Linked DNA regions of Cricetulus griseus: region 2 is linked to region 1. Evidence: chromatin contacts called from public Hi-C data. All regions are on one chromosome and are shown on one strand. Each heading gives the region's core, a stretch centred on a gene start, on an enhancer-like site or on the middle of the called end of the contact. The rest is flanking DNA. Distances are from core to core; before and after follow the strand shown. Region 1 holds the start of Ccdc80 (coiled-coil domain-containing protein 80). Region 2 has its middle 45 kb from the start of Ccdc80.

Region 1 (3,275 bases), core at 311-2,810:
TTCTCTCCCTCACAGGGTGGGCACTGGTTTCCAATGTTGGTCACATGGTTGGGGAGTTAGAGGAATAGATTCGAATTCAGGGGAAAGAATGAGATTTTAAAGAACCTACTGAGAAAGGCAACAGGTAAGCTGCACACTTACTTCACAAAGCAGAACTCTAAAAGGATAAGTGTTCCAGTTGAATAAATGAAGGAGACTCTTTTATGAAAATGGGAAGCAAGAATTGAGAGTATATGTTAAAAAGGAAAAATGTGGGCAGAAAATAAAAGATGAAGGCAGGACACCACCCGCCATAACACCAGGTCTAAACTTCAAGAGATTTATTGAAACATGCCTCTGTCCAGCTATAAAGTGGGGGTTCATCCTATTACCTCCCAGGTATGTTAACCAACAGAATATATGAAAGCACCAAAAATCGTGAAAATGCCCAGTAAACCAGTAGCTGTTGTCTGTAGGGGAAAAGAGAAGAAAACAGCAATAACAAATAAGAGAAGTGCAAAGACTCGAGGAGGGTAGTGTGGAACACATAAGAAAATAATGAAAACAACACCTAGACTATTACAGGGCACGAAGCATTGATCCACTTTACAGTTTGAACTGAAATCAGATCTGACTTTTATGTACTCACAGTGGTACCCATAGGACAGGACCCCTTCCTGCTTGGTACCCTATGCACTCTGACAATGAGGTAAGAGTTGCTACATCCAAAGACCCCTCTACAGGAATTTCCTCAACTCTCTGCTAAGAGCTTCGTATGCAGGGAAAGCACATGTAACTGGGACAGATGGAGCTGACTGAAGGATGCAACTAGGGATGAGGATTTTACCCATTGAGAGAAGCTTTGGTGGATGCTGGGATGCCACTGTTGGTGGCAGTTGCAACAGCAACTAATGCTGATAACCAGTGAGTCTGTCCAGCCCCTTCACCTTACTTTTTTGTACATGGTCTCTCACTGAACCTGGACCTTGTTGATTCAGCTAGACTGGCTAGCCAGTGAGCTTCAGGGATCCAAGTGTCCCTGCTCCTTCTCCCCAGTGGTGGGGTTACAGCCTTGGTGCTCGGTTTTTATGTCGGTGCCAGGAATTTGGATTCAGGCCCTCATGCTTAAGCAGCAAAGACTTTACTAACTGAGCCAACTTCCCAGTCCCTCACATAACTACTTCTTGGGACTGTAAAAGATTTTAGATTCCTAGAGCATCTGGAGAGCTGAATATTGTAACACACACACACACACACACACACACACACACACACACACACACACTGTTCACCATTGCGACAGAAGCTGGGAGCCAGAATGCCCATTCCCTGATGTAATGTCCAACTGCAGTCCCAGGAGACAACAGCTTTTGCCTGCATTGCTAACCTTTTACCGGCTTCCACCCATCCCAAGGAGAAATAAGGACCAAGAACACAGTAACATGAGCCCCAATTAGCATAACATAAAAACAACTTAGTCATGTTTTCCACGGGCTTTTCCAACCCCAAACTCAAAGCATACAGCAGGCAGAAAGAGATAAAAATACACTCGTGGAATTATAAATAGATGCATGCCGTCTGGATATGCATGGCCAAGTTCTGTGGCCCAAAGGAGCAGCTGTCTCCAGGAAAACCAGCCAGGTGGAGAAACCTGAGGATTTCCCCCTTTCAAAGCACAGAATGAGAATCCACAGGAAGGGAAACTGCCCTGATGGTTTGGTATGGAAGGGGTTAAGTCCTCAGTCATCCTATTCTGGAGCGATTTACGATGATGTGTAGAGTTTCAAAACTTTTCCCAGCCCAGGCACAGCCCTCTCCCTTCTCACCAGGTTCACTGACTCTCCAAGTACCCAAATGAGAAGGAGGCGTGTTTTGCTGATCTGTTAAATTCTTAGTGAAGTTTTCTTGATTTCCAGTGGCTGCTGTTGTTTTGAGTTTGGTTTGGAGCAAACCTGAGGTAGTCCTGACATTTCTGGAATGGAATCCAGATGAGGAAGAAGAAATAAAAGGAGAAGGCAAAAGAGAGGAGAAAAAGGTGGGGGGAAATAAAGGGAGGAGAGACGGAAGGAAAGGGGGGAACTGTCCCCCTTTTCACATTCACATTCCTCTGTTTTCCCTCAGCCTGGAAAACATATTAATGCCAGTGCTTTTACGCTCGGAAACAAAGGGACTCAGCCAGACTGTGTGCGGAAAGGGTGATAAGAACGATCTTGGAACTCCACAGAAGGCAAGAGTGAGATTTAGAAATCACTAGGACTTCATCCACTTTAAGGAAAATCCTTCTGGCAGCAAAGGACCAGCTCACACAGACCCAGAAGAAACTGCAGACAAATGGAGATACGGCCAGTCCGAAGGACAGCAACTTCCACCTCATCTCACTGGACCAGAAGGTAAAAAAGACACAGTCCGAAAGAAAAGGAAATCAGCCCGGCTGGACAGGCTGAGCTTCCTGGGGCTGCTTTTTCAAACAGGAGCTGCAGCACACCCGTTGGTATTGCTCAGTCTCCAAAAGCAGACAGAGAGCTGGAAGGAAAGGATTTCATCTAGGAAAACGTCCTAGGGACCAAGCCTTTCCATTTCTTTTGAAAGCCTCTGAATCCCATCTCCATGAGCAACGATGTAAGTGTGCAGTCTTTGCTTTTTGCTGTTTGCTTCACTGTTGCTTGCTTGAAGAAATGAAGTGTGAATGTTGTCATAATTCCAATGCCTGGTTTACGTGGTCTCTGGTGCATCCAGAGCACAGCTGAGTCAGTGCAAGCATGCCTGCCACCCGTGAAGCAAGGTTGGATTTCCTGCTTAACGACTGACCCTGCTAAGCACTGACAATCACAGCAGCTTGAAAGCACGGGGTCTCATCCTGTTTAGTCTTCTCTACCCTCCCTCCTTTTTCTTCTCTAGCTACCCCTTCCCCTTGGCCAAGACAGAGAAAGAGATAATGCCCACCTTTGTTTGTAATTAATGATTTTTTTCTCTCTCTCTCATATTATGACCCCTCTGCATTCCCAAGTGGATAACACAATGACGTGGAAAATGGGACCCCATTTCACCATGCTGCTGGCCATGTGGCTAGTGTGTGGATCCGAATCTCATTCCACTGTCTTGGACAGAGACAGCCACACAGGGCGGAAAGTACCTTTGGCCTCTCCAATCAGCGCTAGGTCAGCTCGCTATCTGAGGCACACCGGGAGGTCTGGTGGAACTGAGAAATCCACTCAGGAAGAATCAAATCTTCAGCCTCCCCAAAGGAGGAAGAGTGTACCAGTGTTGAGATTAGCTCACCCGACAGTGAGGCCCGC
Region 2 (3,275 bases), core at 233-2,732, 45 kb before region 1:
AAACATATCTTGGTCTCCTTTACACTCTAGATCATACATATCATGAACATTCATTATCTGGAATATGTTTGGGGTTGGACAGCCTTGGGGAACACTCAGTTATCCCAGTTTCATACTCACTCTGCATGCATTCAGTATTCTCATAGGTCATTGCAACATTTTGAATGCTTCTGGTTCTTGGCTAGCAAATTTCTCCACCTGGGACCAAGGCATCTAACAGTGCATAGCATTAATGGTTTACTTTAGGAGGCCTGTGTATAGTGAGTCAGCTGTGAAAAAGGTTGTTATAATGGTGTATTTCTGTCTCCAACAGTGTATAGAATACCCTGCAAATTTCTACTAGATTTTCTGAAGTTTTTAGTTTGATTTTGGGGTGGGAGTAGGGGAGTGTCCATACCTCTTAGATTCTACATTGCTAATGCCATCTTTTTGTTGTTTGTTTGTTTGTTTGATTGATTGTTTTTCAAGATAGGGTTTTTCTGTATAACAGTCCTGGCTGTCCTGGAACCCACTCTGTAGACCAAGCTGGCCTCAAACTCACAGAGATCTGCCTGCCTCTGCCCCCTGAGTGCTGGGATTAAAGGCGTGCACCACCACCTGGCTTATGTCATCTTCTTAGACCTCCTTTTCCTCCTGAACACATCACTGAATTGTATTTCCCAGCTCCTTTGCAGTAAAGTGTGACTATTTCATTGAGTTCTGGCCATAAAGTTGAGTCAGTTATCTGATCACTTTTTACACTAGACTCTATGACCCTTGAAAGTTTTTATTTCAACTAATGTTCTTAAATTCAGGGCAGTTTTGGTATCTCCCCCCTTCCCTTTCTCAGAAAAATATGACTGTCACAACCGAAAGAGGGCTACTGGCATCTAGTGAGTAGAGACCAGTATTACTGCTAAATATCTCATAATCAAAATTTAGAATTCTCCAGCCCAAAATATAAATATTAGTCAAATTTTCTCCATAGGAATAGCGCTCCCATCAGATATGTACAGATAAGATGCATGTCAGAGGGAAGTTAAAGGGGATTGGCTCACTTAGTTCTAGACTGAGAAGTCTCACAAATGCTAGGTGTTTCTTGGGAACTCAGAAATCCTGGGCATGATTTGGCCCAGTTCTGAAGACCTGAAAACCAGAAGAGATGCTGAGACACTGAGAGTGAGGAAGGGGGTCATGCAGCAGAAGATAGGTGACCCAACTCAAGGAGGGAAGGGGAAGAGAGAGGAAAAGAAGAGAGGTAGGAGGTGGAGGAGATAATGAATTTGCATCTCTACCAAGTTGCTCTATTTGGACCCTCAGTTGTATTGGGCCCTATTGCGGTGATTGTATGAGGACCACCCACACTGAGGAGGGTGGATCTTCTTCACTAGGCCTACAAATTCAAGTGCTAATCTCTCCCAGGCACACCCTCACTGACATACCCAGAAACCCTGTTTCACCAGCCATTTGAGAATCCTTTATCCCAGTCAAGTTAACATACCAAATTAGTCACCACAAATTCTGAAGTTGAGAAATGCTGCTTCAAACCCTTGCTCTGTCTGCTGCCTAGATACAAAATGTCCACAAGAGAATTTGGAGAACCTCCAAGTTGGCTGAGGCACTGGGTTGAAGGTTCCTGGAGCTCTTAAGATCCACACAGTGGTTTTTTACTCAACATCTGCTAGCCTCCGTCTTTAAAAAAAGAGATATTTTTCTCTGTGTTAAATCATTGAAATTTGAGAGCTATTTGCAAAACTATTAAGAAATTAACATTGACAAACAGAAACTCAGTTCTTGGGTAAACTGGTTTATCTATCTTAATTTCCCAATCTACTAATGAAAACAATGATATACCTCATAGGGATCTATGAGGATTTAGTGAATTTGCATTTATGTAACACTTAGAACAGCACTGATCTAACTAGTTATTTAGCCACAATGGCTCTTCATTCTGTCATACATGTTTTACAGTAAACCAACCACCACATGAAGAATATTGAGTTCTGTGTTACAGAGACCAGCTCAATGGATTCCTGTGAAGTACTGTTACTGCCATTGTCTTTATTAAGAAACTGATTCCTGGCTAAATCTTCTCAACTAGTTCAGTGTAAGACAGAGATTTGAGTACATTTTAACTCGAAACCAAATGCCTTTTTCTATCATTCCATTACACTTGGGAGTCAGAAAACTCTGTGTTTCAGTACTACATAGTGAGTTCCAGGACAATCAGGGCTATGTAGAGAGACCTTGTCTCAGAAAAACAAACAAACAAAGAAAGAAAAGAATAATGGTTTGTGGGGCTTCCATTTTCAAAAGCAATACACCCAATAGCGTCAGAGTTCTAACAACAGTGGGAGATTGAAAGCAAAGACTTATATAGGTTACAAGACGTTTCTTGATTGTTCCACTGAACAGAGCTTTCTGTATTCATAGAATATGGATTGTGTCTATACTGACTAGCACACTAGTTAGGACAAATGTCAGAGATGGCCACACCATCTTGTAAAGTTCCTCCTCTTTAATAAAACCTCAAATTTCCAGAATCTAAATGACTGGTTTTTCTCCATTCTTGCCTTCCCTGCCCTATTGGTCCACCCCTCGCCTCAGTAATAGCCAGTCATAAGAGATCGATGGATCGCCGAACATTCTTTATCTTACCACTCACAGGATACCCCTAGCAATGACTGTTTGTGACCAAAAAAGAAAAGAAATGAAACATTTCAATTTCCTTCACACCAGCCTCTTTCTTCCCTGTTTCTCCATCATGCAAACTGACATTGGGCTGATTCTCAAACCAGAGCCTCCTTCTCCCTAATAAAAATCTGTATTGTCATCCAGTTGTTCTTTTTCCTTGTCTGTATTTCCTTCTTGTCTACCTTATGACATGCAGCTATCGAGGACTTAAAATACGGCTATTTCAATGGGACTGAAGTTTATATTTTATTTCTAGTGTATTTAAACAGCCGCATATTGGTATTGCAGTGAAGAGTGTGGTTCTATAACATGAATGCCATCAGACTGGGCAGGTATTTTGATTTGTTTTTGTGTCCTATGTGCTTTGAAATATTCCCAAGACATAGTAGCTGCTCAATTGATATGTAATAAATCAATTTTGGCCAATGGGGTGATTGTTTTTAAGGGAGCAAGTATATACATAATCAATACAAGCAAAACTATTAGTGTATGTATATACTAAACCATAATTTGTTTTTACTTAGACTGTGTAAGCATGCACGATGCATGCTATTTAATTGCTGTTTTGGATTCACAAGTTGTTCTACCTAATATGGGTGTAC

The links. Hi-C and Micro-C count contacts between places; a contact is called where the count stands out from the background.
Region 2: a Hi-C map of fibroblasts shows a contact between it and region 1, with 3 times the contacts expected there. The contact joins the enhancer-like site here to the promoter of Ccdc80 in region 1. A contact is called at or near these places in 4 of 8 Hi-C or Micro-C datasets (the CHK-Q cell line, the CHL-YN cell line, the CHO-K1 cell line and 1 more).

The regions. Positions count from the first base shown.
Region 1 is chr4:45,433,082-45,436,356 of CriGri-PICRH-1.0, reverse strand. It overlaps Ccdc80 (coiled-coil domain-containing protein 80), which reads left to right and starts at 1,560. Exons shown (of 10, transcript XM_035444532.1): 1 at 1,560-1,698; 2 at 1,896-2,014; 3 at 2,101-2,598; 4 at 2,987-3,275. The coding sequence starts at 2,998.
Region 2 is chr4:45,478,293-45,481,567 of CriGri-PICRH-1.0, reverse strand. No RefSeq gene overlaps it. Among named protein-coding and RNA genes, the nearest start is that of Ccdc80, 45 kb to the right of the region's middle. Within about 2 kb of position 1,482, at least 1 of the 6 cell types and tissues checked has open chromatin away from gene starts, as enhancers often do. A contact at or near this core is called in fibroblasts, where this site is marked.